Linked DNA regions of Mus musculus: all the other regions are linked to region 1. A link is a contact called in public promoter capture Hi-C and targeted proximity ligation data. All regions are on one chromosome and are shown on one strand. The core of a region is the stretch at or near the end of the contact, and the rest is flanking DNA. Distances in the headings are between cores, read along the strand shown.

Region 1 (4,300 bases), core at 632-3,131:
TGCCACTGGTGGAAAGGCTGGGGTTTGTCTGTTTGGGGAAGACTCATTCCATTTGGCGAAATCATTGCCACAGTCTCACTGGTCACTACTTGTGGAATCATGATTGAGCTCCCACGGCTGGAAGAGAAAATGGACTCAGGTGTGATAAAATACTGTGCCCATTGTAGTGGTTTGGTTTAGTTTTGGTTCTGTTTGCTTGGTTGATTTACATTTCATTCTCCTTTTTTGTTGTTTTTGCTAATGTGTGTGTGTGAGAGAGAGAGACAGAGACAGAGAGAGACAGAGAGAGACAGAGAGACAGAGAGACAGAGACAGAGACAGAGAGACAGAGAGACAGAGACAGAGACAGAGACAGAGACAGAGAGACAGTGACAGAGAGAGTCAGACAGAGACAGAGAGAGAGAGACAGAGAGACAGAGACAGAGACAGAGACAGAGAGAGAGAGAGAAGATGCAAAGTTGGATAGTGTTGGATAGTTTGAGAGGATCTAGGAAAAGAAATGGGAAGGAAAAGCATGATCAGAGTACACAGCACATGAATTTTCAGTAAGTCATTAAGTGCCTTGGCTTTGAACATAAAATAACAACAAACAAAACAAACCATGCTTCCCAGTTCTGCCCCCACCTCCCAGACTGTGCACCTTTGGGCATCCTTGACCTGTCCTTTGGCAGAAGAAACTGCTGGTACAGAGAAATGTAAAACCATCACATCTCAGATTTAGGAGTTATTTTTTTCAAAATGTTAAACACACCACAATGATTTTAGATAATAAACACCTCATAGGAAGGGAAATCCTGGATCCCCACAGGTTTCTGTTTCTATGCCCAAATGTTTACACAAAATTTGTCAGATGTAGCTCTGGCTCTTTCCCAATTTCACCTAGAACAAGTGCATTGTCTTTATTCAATGACTTGCACTGTCCGGCTGCTTTGCTATCCATGAGGTACTAAAGTCAGCCTTCAGTGCTTTCCAATCCATGCTATGTACCACTCAAAACGTGCAACCCTATGCATCTGTTTCGTGTGTCTAATAGTGCCAATTTTAGGATTAGCACCTCACATTTTATCATATTTTAGTAGACATAATCTAGTGTTTTTATTCTTGAAAACAATCCTTTACATTAATTAATAAAATCACAATCAGTAACAAATTCAGAATCAAAACTTTGATGTATATGAGGAAGTAATGATGCTTTGCACAGCAACATCAAATAAATGCTAAATAAACAGGCAAAGTTCTCATTACTGACCAGTTGCCTACACACAGTTGTGTGTGGCGGCACAGCTGTCTCTGACTCTGGTTCTCTCCTTATTTTCCCACCTGCCAGGGGCAGCCTGTGTTTAAGTCTCTTCAGTGTGAAGAAGCAGCTGAATGCACCCATATGAGAAGTCCTGGAGTCCTAAGCTTTTTTCAAGTTTTGTCATGATACTGACAATCATGCCCTTGTTAGGTGGAAGGACCATGTTCCCTGGGGAATCGGTTTCTGAGCTCATCTTGGCTCCCTTCTGTTCTCTGTGCTATTCTCAGCCCTTAGGCTGCCTAATCAGTGAATGACCTGAGAGTTCTGCTCCTTATGTCAGTGATCACCAAGATTATGCAGCTAAAATGGCCAGGACAGAGGTAAGCCAGATGCCCTGTGCCTTTGCCCATTTAATTCTAAAGAGCCCCCGTGTCTCCATTGCTTTCATGAGCATCAGCAAGTTCTTGTAACTCAGTCCCAGAAACAGAGTGCTACACAGAGGGAAGTCCCTTCAGGGTTGCCTACCTGAGCCTGTGTGCCTTGTCACCCAGTCACTTCCAGCCGAGCTCTCAGGAACCCGAAGAGCCTTAACTCTGGGTTCTCTCAGGCTGATCCTTGGTTCCTTCTTGTGAACTTGTAACTGTCTCCAGCCCTTCCTTCTTCTGTGTTCACTGCACAGGAAGTGGTGCTTAACAGGTTGAGGACTGTTATTGTGCCTGTACTTCCTATATCAGAAAGTCCCAGTAACTTCAGAAAAATTACTAATTGAACCAGTTTTGATAGAGTGAGGGGTGAGGTAGTGAGTTGCAACACCCACTAGCTGCATGCAATGCCCAAGTTCACTTTCTTGAACTTTAGTTGTTTATGAGTTAAACAAAGAACAGCAACATGCTGGGAAAACCTATTAAGATGAGAGAAAGTTTTTGGAGGGGAAACTAGGAAAGGGGATAACATTTGAAAAACAAATAAAGAAAATATCTAATCAAAAAAGGGAAAAAAGATGAAAGTTTTTCTTAAAGACCTGTCTTCCTTCTAACTACTATTTAATGAACTTTCTTGATTACTAATGATATTGCAAGTCATAGTAGTATTGATGAATAAAACATTTCACAATGCAGAGTAAAGTATGATAATAGTAATCATGACCTTGGATTTTGATATATTACTTTATTATAGGCTAATACATTACTGAGCACACTGTAATGTATAATCAATTGTAACAATTGATCATTTTACAGTATTTTTGGTACTTTGTTATTCATACTTTTTCCCCCAGTAACTCTTCAGCCTCTGGGGAAAAAAACCCCTGCACACAGGATTTCAGCACTCGCTGGTTAATTGATACTCCCTTTAGAGCCTTCCTCATCTCTTCTAACCTTCTTCTAGACCACTGGACTTCTCTAACAGGAGATGTGTCCAGGGAGTTACTGGACACTTCTAGAAAAGTAATAGATCAGGAGAGGAGCAAGCAGAGAAGTTTCAACACACCAGGAATGACTTCAACAATCCTGCACTCCAGACACAGTCATGAAGACATGTGTCCCTGTGGCTTTCAGGCCCTTGGGTAGGCACAATTCAGAAGCTGACTTTGACATAATTAACTTCACAGGGGAACTAGAGCCAGCTGCAGCAACTGGACAGCTACACGCTGACAACTTCCTTCCTTCTTTCCTTGGAGTCAGCCAAAAAGAACCTAGGGAGACAGTGTGAGCCACTGTCACATCAGAGGGTTGTGGTGTGGTAATTCCCTGCAGGTTTCACAGCAGGCAGGAAAAACAAAACAACAACAGCAACAACAAAACAATTTAGGAAGAGATGAATAAAACTCAGCTCAGCCCCATTTTGTTGTAACTGGTGCTGGTCTAGCCTAGATTGTTTTACTTTAGCCATAGTGAAGCACAGCACAATTTTGGAACAAAAGGTTTTCAGATAGCAATGAACTCAGGCCCAAGCTCACAACAATGTAATGTTACATTGAGGTCCTTTACAAAGCACACCTGGCTTTTTTTTTTTTTTCCACAAGAACGGGTACTGTTGACTAAGAGATAGTGCCCAAGACTTAGGCTCTAGGGAGCTTGACTGAGGGATAAGTGATGCCTGTGGGTTTCAGCATTGCCTCGCCCTAAGATAACATCAGCCTCCTGTGGTAAAGGCTGTGGTAAGGTACAGGTAACGTCCCTCATGAGGGCGGGGTTTATGGTCTAAAAGCAGTGCTCACAGTTTAAGGTAAGAGTCTGCAATGATAAGTAAAAACAAATTCTGGGAGATATGGGCAGAGCCTGTTTCATCAAAGAGCAAAGGTTGTAAACCCACATCATTCCTGGCATTCCCTGAAGAACTGCTATTCATCCCATTCCAAAGAAGACATAAGCCACCTGTTTAATAATCCTGGCTCTCCAGTGCTTCTCAGAGTGTACAAGGCCCCTTTGTTCTTTACTGTTGTGAGTTCTACAGTTCCCGTGTGAACTGTTGGCTGAAGACATAAGCTAAGACATATTATTCTATCATCTGGAAGTCACCTTTTTCAGCAAGGCCAGAACATCACAGAAAGAAAGCCCTACTTCAATTCTGGAGAAGACCAAGAGACTGTCTTCTCTAAGAAATCTGTCCCAAACAACTGGAGAAGGGGTTATGCCAAAAGCTGTTGCCTGTACCTGGAATAAGTTCTTCTAGGTGGGTTGTCTTGTGTGGCCTCAGTAGGTAAGGAAGCTTCATAGGGACTTAAAGTGCCAGGGTGGGAGGATACACTCAGAGGAGAAGGGGAGGGGAAATGGAGAAAGGGATGTAGGAGGGGAGGGTGCCAAGGAGGAGGGCTTTGAGCAGGATGTAAAATGGATAACTTAAAAAACAAATCTAGTGTTTCTTCTCCTTTTCCAGGATGCCTACTGTCACTGTTCCCTTCACATTGTGCCCTGTGCCCTCATCACTGTCCCAGAACCTAGTGAATTAGTGAGGTACAGCTGCTCTTCTGAGCTTTGGCCATGGTGAAGGGTAGCCTCTTGAGGGCAAGCATACCCACTTTTGTCTGCAGGAGAATTTGCTAATAAATTAGTTGAATCT
Region 2 (4,300 bases), core at 1,278-3,777, 75 kb after region 1:
CAGACCCCTTTAGCTCCTTGGGTACTTTCTCTAGCTCCTCCATTGGGGGCCCTGTGTCCCATCCAATAGCTGACTGTGAGCATCCACTTTTGTGTTTGCCAGGCCCTGGCATAGCCTCACAAGAGACAGCTACATCAGGGTCCTTTCAGCAAAATCTTGCTGGTGTATGCAATGGTGTCAGCGTTTGGAGGCTGATTATGGGATGTGGATCCCTTTGCTCCTGTTATAAGTCATGATGTAGATAACAGTGTTTTCAAATAGTCTTGGGTAACTCTTGTGACAAGGTCATTCAACCCCTAAAGGGGTCTCGCCCCACAGGTTGAGAGCTGCCGTCTTAGAGGTACTGCTACTTAAGCATTTTTATATTGGAAGCAAAGCCTCTGTCATATGTTCTCTTGGGGATCAAATTTCATTTGTCTTACTCAATACACATTTCTTAGGTTAAGTTTACATTAGTGAATCATAGTACAGGCCTCAGATAAATGTTTCATAAACTCTCCTCTCCAAAGAGTTTGAAAAATTCAGAAACTCAGGAACAAATTCAGGGAAATCCTAGGAAATTCAGTGAACTGATAAGGAAGCCTGCCATTAGAATCTTGGACAATCTGTTCTCTGCCTGGTAAAGCAGAGCCTCCAGAGAGCTCAGAGGTCACCAGTGACCCCAAGCATTGGAATAAAGAGGAGTTTCATGGAGATGGGAGCATCTGAAAGGAGAGCTGATGAGTGAGCAAAGCCATCACAATGGAGGAGAGTGAGATGATGGAGGGACACCTGTGCATCTAATCAAGTAGTAACCTCATCCCAACTGGATTTGTGAAAGGCCTTCAGGGGCAGGAATGTGGGTTGGGTACAATGCAGTGACTTTGGTTCTAGATAATGCAGAACTGCAGGATCTGTGTAGCTTCTTCAGCCATGGTAGTGTTAGCAGTAAGTGACGCTGTCTTAGAAGTCCACTGTAGGAAGCACCCATAGGAGCAGTGGCAACATTGATAACTGGGTACTCAATAGTGCTTTGTGATTCTATTCTTCTTGGTTTTCTCTACACTGCTGACACTAGATAAGAGATCCTTCTTGGTTTGAGATCCAGCAACACACACAAGCAGCCACTGCAGTGCTGGCTTCCAGAGTACAGGTTCCCAGAGCATCTGAAGATCCAGAGAACAGGGTCTGCCATCTAGAACCAATCAAGATATTCTCACCTGGAATTTAGACTGTTCCTCCTTCAGACCACACACATAGCATGAGGCTATGGAGGATGTCAGAGGCCCCGGTGTTGGGGGGAAGAGTGTTGTTATAACTCTGACATTGGTTAAAACATGAAACACCAGTATGCCTATCAGAGCTCATACAGGCCCATGGAGAGGTAGATGCAATTATAATTTAGGTTCTTGTGCTATCATGGCATACAGTCAATTTGAGTCCCAGTCGTTGAAACATCATCCAGCAATGACCCTGAATCTTGATATCATTTGATGGGAAGCATGGAATTGTTCAGACATTTTCCCAATATCTATATGTGCATATATGTATATATACACATATATATCTATATCTATCTATCTATCTATCTATCTATCTATCTATCTATCTATCTCTATCTCTATCTCTATCTCTATCTCTATCTCTATATGTATGTATGTATGTATATATATGCATGTATGTATGTATGCACATATGAATGTATAATGTATGTATAAATGTAAGTATATACGTATGTATGTATGCACATATGAATGTATATATAAATGTATGTATAAATGTATGTAAGTATATATGTATGTTTGTATTATGCAATATGTGAAGTTGTTGGAGCTAGTTGAAACTTGCTTCATCTACCAAGTGCCCTAAGCACTCACTTTCACCTTCCCTCAAAGGGCCATTTTCCCCTCAACGCTGCTTATGAGATCCTGTGGAAATGCTCAGTGTGTCACACACCCATGCGTGTTCCCCATGGGAGTTTATCCTCGGAGCCTGTGCCCCTGTGATTTATAATTATTCTCATGTTATTTGTGCTTCTGTTAGATCTGGAGAAGCTTTCAACGATCAGGTATGACATTTGTTTTACAATCTTAGGAATGCCAATAGTTTAGAAAAAATAGACAATTCTTATGTTTCTACGTACAAGGCTTTTAAAAAAAATGGTGTTTGGATTTCAATATCTCACACTCCATTGTCATTCCCTACAATCACTAAGGACAGGCTATTGTAGAGCGAACATGTCAAACTTTAAACACTCAAATATTTAAGTTACAAAATAAAGATTGCAAATATTCATCTCCTTATCATATTTTAAACCATGCTTTATATATTATTTTAATCATAAAATATTACAGAATAAAACATAAATCTTTTCTTTAAAAAAAAACCTTGTTTTAAGTAAAATTTACTCCTCAACTTCTAATAAAATAATAAAGATGTACTAACCAGACAATGGAAAGGATCAGATGTCAGCTGATTTATTCCAGGAGAAGCTTTGCTTGTGTGTTCTCACAGGACTCTGATTCACCTTTGTAGATAGCAGACTGTTTGATTGTGTCAGGACTTCCCCCCACTGACTAAGAGGCAGAAACCTTTGCCTCTGACATTTCCTCCCCACCCATCTCAGCCATCATATATGGGTGGATGTGTACTCTGAAAATTCAAGGTAGAAATTTTTGTTTTTTTATATAGAATTTAGACTTCTGATTCTTTTTAAAAAATTTCATAAGATTACTTTTTAATATAAGTAACAAAATAGTTGATTCTTTCCTTTAAGTGCACATTGCAACCTGCTAGTAAGAAAAACTGGCTGAGAAAATTATCGTGTCTATGTATACTCTGTTAATCTATAAGAAGTTACTTAAATACAAATGAATATGGGCTCTAGGGCATAATTTGTTTTTCACCCCTAATATGTAGAACATTTGATCAAGTGAGAGTATTAGGAAAATGGTTTTTTTCTACACATATTCACTGTAATTGTTTACTGTATGAAAAAAGGAATGTAACCATATTGTAATTTTTATAGGGCTTGAAAGATTTTACTGGGCTATATAAGATGTAGGAAAAAAATAAACTTGTTGGAGCTTTGCTACATGCAACAAATGTGTATATGTGTATATGTATGTCTATATGTATATATGTGTATATGTGAAATTTGTTGTAGCTTTGCTCGATCCAACAAATGTATATGTGCATGTATGTATGTATGTATGTATGTATGTATGTAATGGGTGAAGTTGTTGGAGCTTGTTGAGGCTTGCTTCATCCACCAAGTGTGTGTGTGTGTGTTTGATTCTTTCCCACCTTTTTCTTGCTGGCTCCAGAAAGTTTCACTGGACCCAGAGTCTTTCTTCCAGCCCCAGGGAGTCCTCCACCAGCCCCAGAGAATCAAGCTGTGTTCCCTCCAATAAAAATCTGCTGAATGACCAATTGCCTACTCTATGACCCACTCCAGTTTACCGTAGATGCCAAAGCTGCTCTTTGCCAAAACAAAAGAGCACTCCCACCCCCCTCTATGAAACCAGTGTCACTCTAATCCCAAAACCAGGTAAAGAAATACACACACACACATGCGCGCGCGCGTGCGCACACACATGAAAACTACATGTCATTTTCCTGATGAACATAGATCTAAAAATACTCAATAGAATACTGACAAAAAGAATACAAACATACATAATAAAGATTATCTACCATGACAACATTGGCTATATCCATGAAACATGGAATGGCTCAATATTCACAAGTTGGTTAATATAGTAAATCGTGTAAATGAACTTAAGAAAATTACACGATCATATCAAGAGATGTGAAAAGGCCCTTTGAGAAAACAACAGGCCTTCACGATAAAATTCCTACAGTATGTAAGGCTAGAGGGAAGACACCTCAATATAATAAAAGCTATATTTTAGAAACTCATAACCAACATCATTGTAAATGAAGAAAAGCTTGAAGCAATCTCACTGAAGTCAAGAAAGAGACAGGAATTCAATTATTCTTACTCCTTTTCAGTATTGTGTTCTGAATGCTATTTGGAACAATAAGGCAAGAGAAGGAAATTGAAATGGGTACAAATAGGAAAAGAAGACAACAAACTATTCCCATTTTCAGATGGCTTGATACTATGCATGAGAAACCCAAAAAAATTCTACTAGAAAACTTCTCAAAATGAAAAACAAATTCAGGAACATGGCAAGATATGGTGTCAACTTGCACAAATCAGTAGCTTTTCTACACAGTAAACATACATAGAAGGAGATCATTGACACACTACCATTTGCAATATCCTTAAAGAAAATAAAATATTTAGGAATAAACC
Region 3 (4,300 bases), core at 1,225-3,724, 71 kb before region 1:
CATTCCAGCCAGTTTACACAGAGCTGGGTCTTTGGATGTGATCCCTTGCCAAAGCAGCCATGTTGTTGGATAAAAATTCCTCTACACCTCTCCATGATTATGGTCTGATCCATGGAACGAGACAAAATATTTCATTACTCCCTCAAGCTGATCACATGAGGCACTTTGTCAAAACAACAAAAATTCTTCCACAAAATATTAAAATTTTTATCAGTGGTGGAATGAAAAGGCTTATAGAAAAGGTACATCTGCTGTGAGTTTACTGTATAATTTTACCCACTAAATGAAGAACTTAAGAAAACAGATTAGATGTTGTTCACATGAGGAGTTTTCTTCCACATTTAATCTATAACACATGAATTATGACACTTTTGTCAGGACTCACTTTCAGCATGCCAATTGTGACTATTGATCAAGAAGTTAAAGAGTATGACTTGTTAGTGTTTCAAAGCATCAGAACCAAGTGATCTATTTAATCCTAAAAAGAAACTTGGCCTATCAGGCCAAATCACACTCTAATATATGACAGTTGGGTATACTCTGTTACCTTCATACATATATCTATAACCTGTAGAAAGTCTTAGCTCAATTCTCACGTTTGATAAGCCAAGGAAGAAAGGAAGCTGCTTCTGAGATCAGTTTATTTATCGCCCTATATTGTAAATGGTATAGCATGAGATCCAGGGTGGCAGCAGACAGTCACTGAGGAACTGACAACTTGAGAACACTAATCTGGGGATATCTGGTCTTGTGTCTTGACATTCGCCCAGTCTTGACTGCTTTCTTTCTTCCTCTCACTGTTTGTGTTCATATTGTATTATTCTTTGTCCTCTTTTGACAAAGGATAGAGTCTTCTGTACCTTACCCTTAGCATAGCCAGTCATATGCTTATACACACCCCAGGGCCTGGTTGATGTTACAAACCAGGTCCTCACATTTATCTTCAGGTGTATGTGCTTTTGAGAGAGAGGTTGTATGCCAGGTGGTGGGAGTATTAACTACTCTACCCACCACTCTTGTGTGTTTCTGAGGGTTCCATGGAGGTCTCTAAGTATATGAGTCAGATTTACTTTCTGCAACAAACACATGGGATGAATCAACTTATGAAGAAGAAAGGTTTATTTGGGCTTACATTTTAAGAAGTCTTCATACATGACTGTGTGAATCTGTTCCTTTGGAACTACTAGAGAGGCAGAGCATGTTTGGAAACAAGGTATGACAAATCTTCAATCAGGCTACACTGGCAAATGTTTCTACCACTTTACACTAGCATCCACCTGGAAATTAGGTCTTCATCACACAATTTTTTGGGGTCAGGGGAGGCATGCAAGATCCAAATTGTATCACTAAAGGTATTGGTAGATAGGGAAAATTTGGGTTCTGTATTCCCACCTTTGGCTACACGCTATCGGAGAATTTTCAGGTTTATCTAACAGGATGCTACTTGTAGTCATAGATGAAGCTGATAGAAAGACACTATTTTCTTCCCTGCCTCTGAAGTACTGTCTGGCATGGGATCATACTTTCCCAATCATAATTTACCTTCTGGGTTTATATGTTTGCAGACACTAGAGGGCATTGAGAAATAAACTATTGTAGGTTTAGATCCTGAAAGAGACAAGCAGCTGGGCCTATTATAGTGTAGTGAATAAGAGGCATATGTGATGTGTGTTGTCATTCCAGGTTCACAGCAGCCTAGCCCTGAGCATCCTGAGTGTCCTCTCTGCTCTTACAGGCATCGCTATTCTCTCTGTCAGTTTGGCTGCTTTAGAGCCTGCCTTGCAGCAATGTAAGCTGGCTTTCACACAACTAGACACAACCCAAGATGCTTATCATTTCTTTAGCCCTGAGCCATTAAACAGCTGCTTCGTGGCCAAAGCTGCTCTGACTGTAAGTATTTCAAAAGGAAATGTTCCAGGTTTTAAAGATGTTTTTTGACAGCATATTTCTTCTGTTCCCTGATTCAAAACTCTGTTCATTCTTTTTGTTGTTGTTGTTTTTGTTTTTAATTTATTAGTTTTTAAAACTAATATATAAAGTAATTGGTTTCATTGTGGTATTTTCATAGACATTTTTATTTTTATTTTAACTCTTGCTTGTACATTTAGGATAAAGCCAGAGTCATGGAAGACAGAGGCAAGAATGAACATATTGTTAAAATTCTACACCGAGTGGTCGTGTAGTAATAGCAAAATATTGAGGGAAATTACCAAATTAAGTAGATGATAAAACTATAAAGACCACCCCTATTTTCTAAGGATTAAGAAGGCATTAGAGGAATAAAGGATGCAGTTTTAGAGGCATAAAGGATGAGGTTGTCAAACCAAGAGTCTTACTTTATGGGGTAGTGAGTGAAGAGAGGCAAGCATACCAGAAAAACGAAACAAAAGAAAACAGATAATCAGGAAATGCATGAACCATGGTGCATGTGTGTGGTACAGGCATGAAGTGAACTGAGCAAACCTCAGCCACAAGTTGAGAAACAGCGTGGGAAATGCGGGGGTAGGGGGGAAGTCAGGGCATCTACTCCCTCCAGTAATCACAGTAGCAAGGAGCACCAAGCCCGTGTGGAAGTGAGCTCAAGGCTGCTTTCATTACAACACAAAGAGATGGGATTGTTAAATGAGGAGAAAAAGAAATCCAGAGAAATGGAGAAGAGTAACTGGCAGGATGTGAGGGCCTCCATCTCATCAGAAACACATCCATAGTCCTGTAACTATAAAAGTCAGATGAGCAAGAGACAGCTAGACAAATCACAGTCAATCAGTTCTCAACCCCAGGCTTTCTCAGATCCTTATGGAGCTGGGCCCAGGGAGTCTTCCTTAGTTATGAAAACCACAACAATAAAAAATGTTTGCATTAGACACATAACAATGCGAGAAAATTAACATCTGGAATAACTATGCCTGATTTTAGAAGCCTGAAGAATTGGGGAGGAATCTGGGTGGACCACAAAGAATGATGGCATCATGGGATAGTTTCACACTGTAAGTCAGAGACTGGCTTGAGTGTATTTCCTGGGACAGTGTCTAGGTACTGGAGGCATGCGCCGTCTCTTTTCTACCCGTGCCGTGTGCGCAGATAAATGAAGAGTTTACAGTGTGACACTCATCTTCCTTCCTATCAAGCGATCTTCATGAAGACCTTGGGACAGAGTCACGGGATATGTGTTCTTTACATAGATCCTTCTTTGAGTTGATTTTTGATGTCACAGACTTAGAAACTGGATTGCTTTTCTGCCTTTCACCATCACACACACACACACACACACACACACACACATACACACACACACACACACACAAATCAATCCTAAGGAAGAAGGTTCTATCAATGCCAACTTAAAAAGAGTTTGCTTGCATGATCAGAACCTCACTAACCCTCACAAGTCTCTGCAGAGGAAATACTACACAGGTGTGATAAGAGAGCATACAGAAACTAGAAAATTAAAGACTTACCCAGCCCCACACTAATCAAGAGAGCCAAGAGCAGGAACTGTTGACTCTGACCTGGGGTCACTACTCCTCTCTACTTCCTCATTGAGTGAACAGTATAGTCAGGATCCATGTCCAAGAAGGGTGAGAAATGGCAGAAAATGGCTTTGTTGATTTAGCTTGTTCTCTTCCCCTACTTGCTCCAAGGAATAAAGGGACCAGGCATCAATTTTAGCCCATCTGTAGGTCTGGGAGGATCCTTTCCCTTCTTGATGGTGTCTCTGATGGTGAAGATGGTTTCATCTTTACAATCACCTTCCACCCAGGAATGAGGGCATCAGCTGACTCAGTCACACCATCCTCTCTTCTCCTGAATTTAGGGAGTCTTTTCACTGATGCTAATCAGCAGTGTGTTGGAGCTTGGCCTGGCTGTCCTCACTGCCACACTGTGGTGGAAACAGAGCTCCTCTGCTTTCTCTGGGGTAAGTATGCTAGAGGCCACTTGAATCTTCCCTGGTGTTCCTCTGGGATATATTAGTCAATGCCACTAAGAATATCAGACAGAATAATCAGCCATCGTGAAATGTATACCACGTGGCTTTTTTTTTAAATGGGGAGGGTCCTTAGTAGATATTGGAGAGAGGAGACAGAAGTATAGATGATAAGGAATACCTGGACAAGAAATAGTTGTATATCACATATATCTTGGTTCTTCCCCCCCCCCAAACAAACAATCATAAGTTTGAGGAAGTTAAATGTATCTCTTGGCATTACATTGAGTTTGCCTATAGTCAGGGATTCCTGACTATACTGCTCACTCAAACTAGAACACAGCTGCCTCCCTTCTACTCAGGAAAATTTCTCTA

What was found. Capture Hi-C pulls out chosen DNA fragments and counts their contacts.
Region 2: a contact with region 1 is called in a promoter capture Hi-C map of liver. A contact is called at or near these places in 2 of 39 promoter capture datasets (cranial neural crest and maxillary cranial neural crest), 12 of 484 Hi-C or Micro-C datasets (CD4 T cells, CD8 T cells, T follicular helper cells and 1 more), 5 of 130 datasets of targeted methods (CD8 T cells, the SCID.adh cell line, effector CD8 T cells and 1 more) and 3 of 9 other capture datasets (adipose tissue, liver and pancreatic islet).
Region 3: a contact with region 1 is called in a targeted proximity ligation map of CD8 T cells, with 24 read pairs. A contact is called at or near these places in 1 of 39 promoter capture datasets (macrophages), 28 of 484 Hi-C or Micro-C datasets (the AML12 cell line, CD4 T cells, CD8 T cells and 20 more), 6 of 130 datasets of targeted methods (CD8 T cells, the SCID.adh cell line, astrocytes and 2 more) and 4 of 9 other capture datasets (adipose tissue, liver, macrophages and 1 more).

The regions. Positions count from the first base shown.
Region 1 is chr19:11,516,140-11,520,439 of GRCm38.p6, reverse strand. Ms4a6b (membrane-spanning 4-domains, subfamily A, member 6B) reads right to left here and starts at 1,881. Exons shown (of 7, transcript NM_027209.3): 1 at 1,766-1,881; 2 at 1-117. The coding sequence starts at 101.
Region 2 is chr19:11,441,785-11,446,084 of GRCm38.p6, reverse strand. Ms4a4b (membrane-spanning 4-domains, subfamily A, member 4B) reads right to left here and starts at 2,527. Exons shown (of 7, transcript NM_021718.2): 1 at 2,425-2,527.
Region 3 is chr19:11,587,580-11,591,879 of GRCm38.p6, reverse strand. Ms4a6d (membrane-spanning 4-domains, subfamily A, member 6D) reads left to right here. Exons shown (of 7, transcript NM_026835.2): 5 at 1,684-1,890; 6 at 3,815-3,916. Among named protein-coding and RNA genes, the nearest start is that of Ms4a6d, 15 kb to the left of the region's middle.